2 separate regions of the Muntiacus reevesi genome follow, and region 1 is linked to region 2. Evidence: chromatin contacts called from public Hi-C data. All regions are on one chromosome and are shown on one strand. Each heading gives the region's core, a stretch centred on a gene start, on an enhancer-like site or on the middle of the called end of the contact. The rest is flanking DNA. Distances are from core to core; before and after follow the strand shown.

Evidence for each region. Hi-C and Micro-C count contacts between places; a contact is called where the count stands out from the background.
Region 1: a Hi-C map of blood shows a contact between it and region 2, with 6 times the contacts expected there. The contact joins the promoter of RIF1 here to the promoter of MMADHC in region 2. A contact is called at or near these places in 2 of 3 Hi-C or Micro-C datasets (blood and muscle).

The regions. Positions count from the first base shown.
Region 1 is chr3:226,661,075-226,666,856 of mMunRee1.1, forward strand. RIF1 (replication timing regulatory factor 1) reads left to right here and starts at 1,373. Exons shown (of 36, transcript XM_065931523.1): 1 at 1,373-1,411; 2 at 1,885-1,998; 3 at 2,705-2,783; 4 at 4,730-4,826. The coding sequence starts at 1,895.
Region 2 is chr3:225,004,831-225,010,553 of mMunRee1.1, forward strand. MMADHC (metabolism of cobalamin associated D) reads right to left here and starts at 1,588. Exons shown (of 8, transcript XM_065931516.1): 1 at 1,486-1,588; 2 at 910-969. The coding sequence starts at 918.

The DNA of each region.
Region 1 (5,782 bases), core at 123-2,622, 1.7 Mb after region 2:
CTCCAAATATTTAAGGATTTGCTATCAGACTGCATTGAAAAGCTTTCTCCTCCATTATGTCTAAAGTGTCTCTACATTTCATCCGGACACAGCTTTAAACTATTTCTTAAAATCTTTAATTTCCACAGCTTGGCTCACAAGGACTTGTCTGTCTCCTCTCCTTTCCTTCATCTTTTTGTTTGAGAAACACGTTCTGAGCGCTTGGTTTGGCAGACGCTTTGCTTGGTGCAGCTAACACAGCGCAGGGCAAACTACAGCCCTGAATTCAGTACACTGATAGTTGTACAGTGTGGGTAAATAGAGGCTCCAGACGGATGCCTGCACCCATGAGGCCAGGGTGGAAAGACCAGTTGCTCTTGGGCCTTAGATGCCTATTTTAAAGTTGATACAATTTTGCGTGCAGCGGAAAGTGCTCAGAGGTCTATAAAAAGGGTAGGAACTTTCATTCCCTGGTGGCTCAGACGGTAAAGCGTCTGCCTGCAGTGAGGGAGACCTGGGTTCGATCCCTGGATTGGGAAGATCCCCTGGAGAAGGAAATGGCAACCCACTCCAGTACTCTTGCCTGGAAAATTTCATGGACTGAGGAGCTTGGTAGGCTACAGTCCATGGGGTCGCAAAGAGTCGGATACGACTGAACGACTTAACTTTCTTTCAAGGACTTTCATTAAGGGTATAAGTAGGTTCTCCAAGTATTAAGTCTCCAAGTGTTAAGTGTTAATCAAGTCCCAACCTTCAACACCTGAGGCCAATTAGAAGAATGTAGATCCTAAATCGACTGAATCACAATATCTAAGGCGGGAGGGGGTGGGGGGCAGAAGCAAGCAGTTGAATCATGAATATGCTCCCGGCCATTGTTATGTACACTTAAAACCTGAGAGTCTCTGGCCTCTCCAGCGTTTTCTTACTTGGCTTTTACCTGAAGTCGGTACTATTATCATCCATATTTTACACAGGAGGAAGTTGAGGCATAAAAAAGTTGATTAACTTGCCAAGGTAACGCGGAACTAGGGTTGGAATCTAGACCAATCTAAACGCTGCTCTTAAATATCACAGTACAGTTAACTCCTCTTGTTAAATGATTTGTTGCTAATACTTCAACAAATAATGGACTTGCAGTTTGAAGATCCACTAAATTTAGTCTGGTGAACTTGGGCGATCCGCTTACATTTTGAATTTCAAGTCTCTCTTAGAAGGTTAAATTTGGGCCCAACCTCCCTCCCACCGCCCCCCACAAGGTGACCGGAGGGTCAGGGCGGGGCAACAGGCGGGGAAGGGAGGCGATCGATGATTTGGGCGCTCCACCCCCTGTTGGATTGGCTCGAGCCTCTCTCCGCTAGGCCTGTTTTACTCCCGCGCGCTACGGGGCCTGCCCCCGCCGCCATCTTGGTCGAGGAGCGAGCGGGCCGCACGCGTGAGTAAACAGCCCGAACCGGGAAAGTCGAGCTGTGGCCGCGTCCGGGTGCTGCAGGGCAGCGGCGGAGACGACGCAGGCCTGTCCTCGTACGTCGGGGTGAATGCTGGGGTTTCAGTGCTAAGCGGCGGGGAACCCTCAGCCTGGTCAACCTCCGCCCCCTCGCGGCGAGACGCCTCGTTCCCCGGGCTTCTCCCGCCCCCCGCTGGTCTCCTCCCCCTGTTGAAAGCTGCCCGGGAAAGTGGTGGCGGGAGCGGGCCGGGACCGGAGCGCGGCGTGGGCCTGGGTGCGTGTTGCGGCGCTCAGGAGGAGGTTAGGCCCTTGGGTTTGTGCGCCAGGGGCCCCGGTGTGGACGCGGTGGGAGCTGTGAGGCCGCGGCGGGAGCGTGGGTCTGGGGCCCGGACTTACGCCGGGCCGCCCGGGTCTGTTTCCATCGGTCACCGGATTGTCTCCTCTTCCGGTCCGGGCCTCAGGGTGGCCGACATGACGGCCGCGGACCAGAGCCCCCTGGCGCCGCTGTTGGAGACTTTGGAAGACCCTTCCGCCTCCCTTGGAGAGCAGACCGACGCTTACCTGACCCTGACCAGGTGAGGCCTGTTGGGGGCAGGTGGGGGTGGGGCGCCCTGAGGGGTTATGGGGGGAAGACCGTCCGGGTGCGGCACGAGCGAGTTTGTGTATTCAAGAAGCCCGGCAACTGGCGGGGGGGACGCCGGGGTCGCTGGTGAGGCGGGGTGGGGTGGGGTGGGTGGTGCGTGCTGGGTGACTTTCCCGGGTGCAGGTGGTGCTGCCCTTAAGGTGTCTGTCTGGAATGAGGAAGCCTGCACGTGTGTCTTGTGAGAGGGGGATTAAGAAAAGTTTGATTGGGAGGGATTTGTCCAGAGTAGTGGTTTTTCAGTGTAAGCCACCTGTATTTCGGGACAGTGGGAAATCCCAGAATTGGTTTTTTAATATAGAGCAATAACTCGAGTTTTATTTAACCGCAAGTGCTTCACACTGTTTTCTCCCCTGCAGACTGTATTTTTCTGACTTACCAGTCGGTTGTTTGGAAATTGATACAAAACGATACATGTTTAGTAAGTTTCAGTAAATTTGTAACTAGGGATAGGTTTCCTTGTTTCCTCTTGAGGTAGTGAAGCTGTCAAAACGTGTACTCTGGGGATCCGCAAGTTATTCTGAGGTTTATTCGCGCTGAGTTGTTTAGTCGCTAAATTGTGTCGAACTCTGCGATCCCATGGACTGTAGCCCACTCTGTCAGCCATTTGCGTAAACTTAAATGTTCTTTCTGCTTTTAAGTCGTATGACTGGAGAAGATGGAAAAGAAATCATTACAGAAATTGAGAAAAAACTTCCTCAGCTATTTAAAGTTTTAAAGGTATGTATCTTTGTTGTAAATAGTAAATAGTTTTTTACTTTGTGGGGGGAAAAAGATTTTGCTAACTCACTCAAAAACTTTGACTCTAAAATAAAATAACAGCAGGGTTATTATAGTACTATTTGAGGACTTGCAATGTATCAAGTGCTGTCTAATTTTCTTGTTTTCTGTTAATCCTCCCTGTCAAGCTGAGGCTCCTTTTTAATCCCCACTTTGCAGAAGAAATTGGTTTAACATGTGTAAATTTAGTTGCTGTGACCACTTGAATCCAAAACTTGACTCTTAATAGAACAGTGCTTCTAAATGATTTTGTAGTTTTGTCTTTGATCTACTGTGTGGGTAACATTCATTTTTTTATCTTCACTCACCCTTATTTCTGCCATTGTTGCTTGGTTAAAAAACAGTTGTTATGCTTATCTTGTTTGCTTGTTTATAGGGAGGTTGTGTAGTTTAGCATCAAACTGAGGACGTATATTCTTGTCCTCATTTGAGTATACTGTGGCTTTCCTAAACACCTAACTTAATTTCCTTGTTTTTGGAATGAAGAGTTGAACTAAATCTCCAAAGTCCCTTTGAGTTCTTATTTTTATGATCCTGTTTTTGTGCTTCTAAATGGAAGTAGTCTATCAAGATTCATTGCACACTTAAGCATTATTTTTGGCTAAATTTTGAGGCATTGGGGATACTGCCTAACCTTAAATATTCTTAGAGCCTTCAGTTCTTCTTTTTGATATAAGCAGGAACTTTACTGTGTAGTAGTTCAAGACTTATCAATAAGTAAGCGATGTTAATGGTATTATCCCATTTTTCTTTGTCATTTTCCACATTCAAGTACTGTTTGATGTGATGAAGACATGTTATCATCTATTTGGTATTTGAGAGCATGTAGGAAATCATTTACATGCAATTTGAATCAAGTTGCATTGTTTGTAAATAGAGTTTGTAACTAAAATGCTTGATGAATAATTTAGAAGCCTGTGGGTGGTTAATGATAGGATGATCAAAAGTTGATCACGCGTATGCTAGCTGCTATTTAGGAGATACAGTATTAGCTCGCATAGTCTTGAATGTGTAAGACTTCATCTATTTGTGATTGTCTGAACCGATTGCCTTAATATCCCATGTATCTCAGGGTTTAGTATTTTGGATGTTTGGTCTGATTAATTAAAAGACTGGGTGCTCCAAGGAAGTGTCTGTTCTTATATATGACTACTAACATTTACCATTCTTCCTGGTCAAGCATAGCAAATAGTTGAGGATTTCTTGGATATCTGATTTTAGAAGCAATGAGGAGACTTAAAGATAGATTAGTTTGGAATAGGAAATGGTACCAAGGAAGATGCAAGGTTACAAGTAAATGTAGGGTTAGGAGTTTGCCTTTGACAGGTTTGAGATTTTATAGCTTTTACATACAGAATATGGGGTTGGGCTGAATTCCAAATGGTCATGGATTCAGAATCTACTGTCTGAAGTATTGAAATGACATTGAAAGCCCCTTGCACTTCAGCTACTTAGTGAACGTTAGTTACTTCTAACTCCTTCTATGTTAGAGGAGGTGTTCTATATTCTATAGCTGAATGTCAGCTTTTGCCTTTGAATCTTTGCTTACTTTATGTGAAACAGTTTTGTTCCTACTGTTACTTCCTATCTAGTGTCTTCACCGTCTTCCATTTGTTGCCCCCTTTCTTTTCTTTTTTTTGCTTTCAGGTGTGCAGAGATGCTCTTTTTCTTTTAAGGAAAATTTTTATTTAGCTAATCTCCAAATAGTTTCCCTCTTTCTTTGTCAAGCTGTATCCATGGTCTTTTAATCTTACTCCCTTTTTATCTACTCAAGGATTTGCTGGGTTTTGCCTTTAAAATATAATTTTGTTTTTAATCAACTTTTCCATCTAAAAATTCATTTGCAGTTGTACTTATTTGTAACAAATGTGGTTTTGTTTTTGTAGACTCACATTGCCAGTCAAAACTCAGAGCTCAGTAGTGCTGCTCTACAGGCCTTGGGGTTTTGCTTATATAATCCCAAAATTGCCTCTGGATTATCAGGTAAGTTTGTTGTGATGGAGTATTTTTAGAGTTTATAGTTTGATATTGTTAAAAGTACTGCTACTTCTCAATTTCACAACCTGTAGTTTAGAGTTTGCTTTTGAGAATGAGTCTGTAGATTATATCATTAGATTATATCATTGTAGTAAAGTTTCTTAGACATAGCTCTAGCTTTGATAACTATAAAATTTGCTCTAAGAGAAAATACAGTAAGCCTATTTTAAAATGTTGAGGAAATCATCTTTTATAATAAACATACCTGCTTTGGAAGTTTATAATTAGATGGAATTAATTTGGGGAGGTAGATGGGTCATTTATTTTATACAAGCATATGTTAAGGAATTTGTTATTAGAAAATTCTTTTACATAGTGGTAAATTAGATAATTTGGAGCTAAAAGTAGTAATGAAAGCCCAGGATCTGATGCTTTTCTGAGTTTTCTAGCATCCTTGACCCTCTGCATCCTTGGATGCAGAACTCATGAATATGGAGATCTCAGTACTACACCATTTCATGTAAGGGACTTGAGCATCTCCTGGTTTTTGATATTCATGAGGGGAAGTCTTAGAACCAATCCCCTATGGATATCAGGAGGACTGTAATACTAATTGTTGCTCTGTAAGTGGCTTGTCATAGTATAGGTGTGGGGATGATCTTTAGAGATGGATAATTAGGAATAGGGAATAAAGATCAGAGAGTTGTTACCATCTTTTTTCCCGAGCAAAAAGTTTCCACTTATTTAATATATAGAAATGTTAGCAGTCTGAAGTAGGAGTTGTTCATTTTGTAGCAGAGATACAGGATTTATAACATCTTGCCAAAATTGACTCATGTTCAAACCTAATCAGTTACTCAGTCGTGTCCGACTCTTTGTGACCCAGTGGAATTGCAGCACACCAGGCTTCCCTGTCCATCGCCAACTCCCACAGCTTGCTCAAACTCATATCCATCAAGTCG
Region 2 (5,723 bases), core at 338-2,837:
TGCCATTTCTTACTCCAGGGGATCTTCCTGACCCAGGGATGGAACCTGAGTTTCCTGCTTGGCAGGTGGATTCTGTACCACTGAGCCACCTGGGAAGCCCCAAGACTCTTGTTACTTGATCCCAAATCCTCAATCCAACCTTATTTCCCACTCATCTCTTTCACACATCTTACATTGAGGAAGACAGAAATGACTTCTTGATTTTTGAAGGGGGGCGGGGCCAGGGGGTGTCTTTGAATATACCTGTTCTGGGTGAGGTTTAGATAATCTCACCCATCTTTCAAAATTCAAACGCTTCTCTGTTTAAGTGAACCCAAACCCCTACTTTTCCCTCTCCACAAAGCTTTGAATCTGTATTGTACCTCTGTGTAACTTTTAAAATTGTTTCTACTGTTACTATAATAGTTTTCATGTATGTTTTATGACCCCTATGGCACGATGCGTTTAAGTTATCACTGGACAGTTACCGTGAATAAATACCTCTGGTCTATAAGAATAATCTCTCTTGCTCTCATTTTGTAATAACTGTAAGGTTACTTCCTATACTAAAACTGCTACAAAATCTTCAGTTTACCTAAGGAAACAGAAACTGGCTTAAAAATAGATTCTAAGTATTTACAAAAATAATGCCTTTTAAAATTACTGAAAGGATGCTGGCACTGAATTTATTTCTCAAAAGGAATTGCATAAATAAATAAAAGTATTGGGAAATATGTTTGTGTTCAAACTACCTTCAAGGCATATTGACCTAATTTCACACCCCTTGCTTCCCTTGACATTTTTGATTCACCAAGTACAAGAAACATTATGCCATCAATGCCATTATAATTAAACCCGTCCCTCCATTTCTTAACGAGTGCCCAAAATAATTTACTACTGTACTGCTTCTTAAGAGACTAATTTACTCACATTGGCCATTTCTGGTGGAAAGGGCAGACGAAAATTATCTTCCCTTTTGTAAAGTTATTCCTGGGAAAGGACAAAACAAAACAGGCCGGTGACTGATTAAGCTCTAACAACAGATCACTCGGGTAATGTCCACCATCGCCTACTGGGTGTCCCTTCTTCCGCGACAGGACCAAAGTCCAAGCTGTCCCCGGACCCCAGGAGAGCGGAATTCGCCCCCTGCCCCCCACAGGGCACAAGTCGCTGCCCACAGGAGGCCTTGCAGCTCTCGGCCCACCCGGTGTGTCTGCAGAAGACAACTCCGACTAGGTCCGGGTGAGGAAAGAGGGACCGTCCACCAGGATGGAGTCCTGAGGCTCCAAGTAGGTATTTTAACACCGATCAGGGTTCTAAACAAGCTGTAAGCAAAGCGTCCAGTAAAGATGAAGATTGAGGAAGCGAAAATGATCTTAACGACAAGAGTGACAGGGCAACCGCGGACAGCGACAGGGGCCCTGTGAGTATAGGGGCAACACCGAGCGCTGTGGCCAAAAGATGGGCAAATCTGGAGGGGCTGACACGGGCGGAAACAGTCCGTACCGGTCGCCGCCGCCACAGCCGCCTCCAGCGGTCCCAGGCCCGTACTCTTCCCGTCTTCAAAATGGCGGCGCGACGGCAGCGGATGTAGCGCTGACGCTGGCAGTGACCAGACTGAACAAGTTGCTTTCGAGCGCATGGATGGGAATGATCCCCCCGAGCCGATGCTGCGCACGCGCACGGCAGGCCCACGTAGCACCACCCTTTCATTGGATAGTCCACCGCCCCCACGTAGGAGGAGGAAAGGTGAGATGTGGATAATGACATGTGGGATGGAGATCGAGGCTCCAGAGCTGCGTTCGGCACTCATTTAATTTCGATCATTAACTCACCACTGTATTTGAAAGCCTCCTCTTGCCCCAAGACTTTATTGCTCTTAGGAGGTACAGTTTTTTGTTCTTTGTATCTGTTTTTTTTTTTTAATGTCGAAAATAACTGTTTTTGAGAATAGAGCCCCCTGTGTGCCAGACTTTTAATAGGCACAATAAATATATATCCCACGACTTATTTATAAGGAGTATATCACTTTTAAAATTTATTTTTAATTGAAGGATAATTGTTTTATAGTATTGTGTCGGTTTCTGCCAAACATCAACGTGAATCAGTCATAGGTATACCGATGTCCCCTTCTTCTTGAACCTCCCTCCCACCTGCCTCCCCATCCCACCCCTCTAGGTTGTTACAGAGCCAAGATTTGAGTTCCCATTGGCTATCTATTTTATATAAAGTAATGTATGTTTCCACATTACTGTCTCGTTCCATCCCACCCTCTCCTTCCTCCCGGTCTCCCCGGAGTGCTGTCCATAAGTCTGTTCTCTATGTCTGTGTCTCCACTGCTGTCCTGCAAATAATTTCATCAGTACCATCTTTCTAGATTCGATATATCTGCATATATTGTTTTTTCTCTTTCTGACTTCACTCTGTATAATAGGCTCTGTATAATAGGTTCATCCACCTCCATTAGAACTGGAGAGTATATAATTTTAATTTGTCATTTGTATTTTAAACAGTTAACTGAAGTCCATACTTTATTCATACTGATATTTTTTGATGGGTCATGTTGGGCAAGTTAGTCTCTTTAGGCTTTTAGTTTTCTCTCTTCTAAAATGGGAATAATGTAATAATAGCACCCAACTCATAGTTCATGAATATTAAATCAGTTAATATGTAGTTAACACATATAGAACTGTGCATACACACACGCGCACACAGACACAGACACAGACACACACACACACACACACACACACACACATACACACACCCGCTCATGCCTTGGGAGTCTCAGAGGCTTCTGAGAAAAACCAGTGAGCTGGGTATTTGAGTTACTTACAACTCATTCTCTTTTCATTCCTGATAATTTCAGCTTCAAGTCAGCTTACTAGTCCAGGGTATATGACAAGATTTTTGGCTGAATGATGATTGTAGGCTTTTTGAGACTGGGAACCATATGTTATTCATCTTTGCCAGGATAGAAAATCACCTGTCAGATAGAGGTGGGAGTGAACAGCGGTATGGCAGAAGGCTGTCAGGATTAACTTCATAGTGTAGGTGATGCTTGGTCAGCGTTTTGAAAGATGAGTAGTTGTTTGTCTGAATGCCAAGAAAAGACATTACAGGGGTGAGGACGTTCAGTCAAAGGAAGCAGTGTGGATAGAGATACAGAATCCAAAACACTATGGGCAGTTGGGGATATCCACAAATAGTCAAATGAGTGAGTTGGAGGTAGACAGGGGCCAGATCAGAGTCAGTCTTCAGCGAACTGTTAAGGTAGATGTGGCTCTGGAAGCAAGGGGATACTGGGCAAATTTAAGCCATCGTAGCATTATCAGAGATGTGTCTTGGGGAGATCCTTGGGCTTCAGTATACAGGATAGGTTGGAAGAATATGGAATTCTTTAATTCTCATAACAATCCAGAAAATGGACATACTATTATCCTCATGTTAAATATGAAGAAATTAAAGCACAAGTGGCTTACGTATATGTCTGAAGCTTCCAGGGCTGGATTTAAATCTCGGTCTGTTAGGTTTAACAATAATGTTTTCTTTCCCATAGGTGTTGTCTCCTAGGAAGAAAATAGGCTTTAGGGGAATAATAATGAATTTGGCTTGGGATATCTTGAATTCTAAGATGCCTGAGGGGCATTCATATGTAGTTCTTAGTAAGTTATTGGACAGTAGGACTGTTGCTCAGGAAAGTGGTTTATGTGGGAGACAGACATTAGAGAGTCATTGATATATGGATAGCAGTTAAAGCCATCAGTTCAGTTCAGTTCAGTTCAGTCGCTCAGTCGTGTCCGACTCTGCGACCCCATGAATCACAGCACGCCAAGCCTCCCTGTCCATCTCCAACTCCCAGAGTTTACTCAAACTCATGTTCATTGAGTCAGTGATGCCATCCAGCCATCTCATCCTCTGTCGTCCCCTTCTCCTCCTGCCCCCAATCCCTCCAAGCATCAGGGTCTTTTCCAATGAGTCAACTCTTCACATGAGGTGGCCAAAGTATTGGAGTTTCAACTTCAGCATCAGTCCTTCCAATGAACACCCAGGACTGATCTCCTTTAGGATGGACTGGTTGGATCTCCTTGCAGTCCACAGGACTCTCAAGAGTCTTCTCCAACACCACAGTTCAAAAGCATCCATTTTTCGGCGCTCAGCTTTCTTCACAGTCCAACTCTCACATCCATATGTGACCACTGGAAAAACCATAGCCTTGACTAGACGGACCTTTGTTGGCAAAATAATGTCTCTGCTTTTTAATATGCTATCTAGGTTGGTCATAACTTTCCTTCCAAGGAGTAAGCGTCTTTTAATTTCATGGCTGCAATCACCATCCGCAGTGATTTTGGAGCCCCCCAAAATAAAGTCTGACATTGTTTCCACTGTCTCCCCATCTCTTTCCCATGAGGTGATGGGACCAGATGCCATGATCTTAGTTTTCTGAATGTTGAGTTTTAAGCCAACTTTTCCCCTCTCCTCTTTCACTTTCATCAAGAGGCTTTTTAGTTCTTCTTCACTTTCTGCTATAAGGGTGGTGTCATCTGCATATTTGAGGTTATTGATATTTCTCCCAGCAATCTTGAGTCCAGCTTGTGCGTCATCCAGCCCAGCATTTCTCATGATGTACTCTGCGTATAAGTTAAATAAGCAGGGTGACAATATACAGCCTTGACATACTCCTTTTCCTATTTGGAACTAGTGTGTTGTTCCATGTCCAGTTTTAGCTGTTGCTTCCTGACCTGCATACAGGTCTCTCAAGAGGTGGGTCAGGTGGTCTGGTATTCCCATCTCTTTCAGAATTTTTCACAGTTTATTGTGAGCCACACAGTTGAAGGCATAGTCAATAAAGCAGAAATAGATGTTTTTCTGGAAGTCTGTTGCTTTTGGAGAAAAAACAAGTCTCTTGTTTTGCCAACATCCAGCAGATGTTGGCAATTGATCTCTGGTTCCTCTGCCTTTTCTAAAACCAGCTTGACCATCTGGAAGTTCACGGTTCACATATTGCTGAAGACTGGCTTGGAGAATTTTGAGCATTACTTTACTAGCGTGTGAGATGAGTGCAGTTTGAGCTTTCTTTGGGATTGCCTTTCTTAGGGATTGGAATGAAAACTGACCTTTTCCAGTCCTGTGGCCACTGCTGAGTTAAAGCCATAGGAACTCCTTAACCTGGAGTTCAATAATGGGCTTTAAGAGAAGAACGTCTGTGAAACTCCTGAAAATGTATGCAAATTTTTGTATATTTGTAAGCAGATCCATTTCCACCCCCTAGGAAGTCAGCACATAGCTTCTTCAGATTCTTAAAGTTAGTGAGTGAAAAGATCAAGAACCACTAGTGTAGCGTGTAGAAGAAAAAGGGCAAAAGTCAGAAGATTAGGTTATATTAATTAAAGGGGTAGTGGGCAAAAAAAACTAGTAATGGAGACTGAAAATTTTCAGTTAAAGGGTAAAAGGAAATCAAGAGAGAGTATTCTAGGCATGAAGAAGATAATTGCTCAATTATATTAGATGCTAGAAAAATGTGTTGTTGAGGGCCAAAACCAATCCATTTTATTTGATAACTGAGGCAATGGTGACTTTGCCAGAGAAGTTTCAGTGGAGTAGTGGGTGGGGGAAATGGAATTTTGATAACTGGGTAGTCAAAGGATGAAACAGTCTCTTGAGGAAAGAGACTTTTCCTGTTTGTTCACTGAAGTCCTGGGAGTTCACTGTATTCCTGTTTTTTGTTTTTTTCATTTATTTTT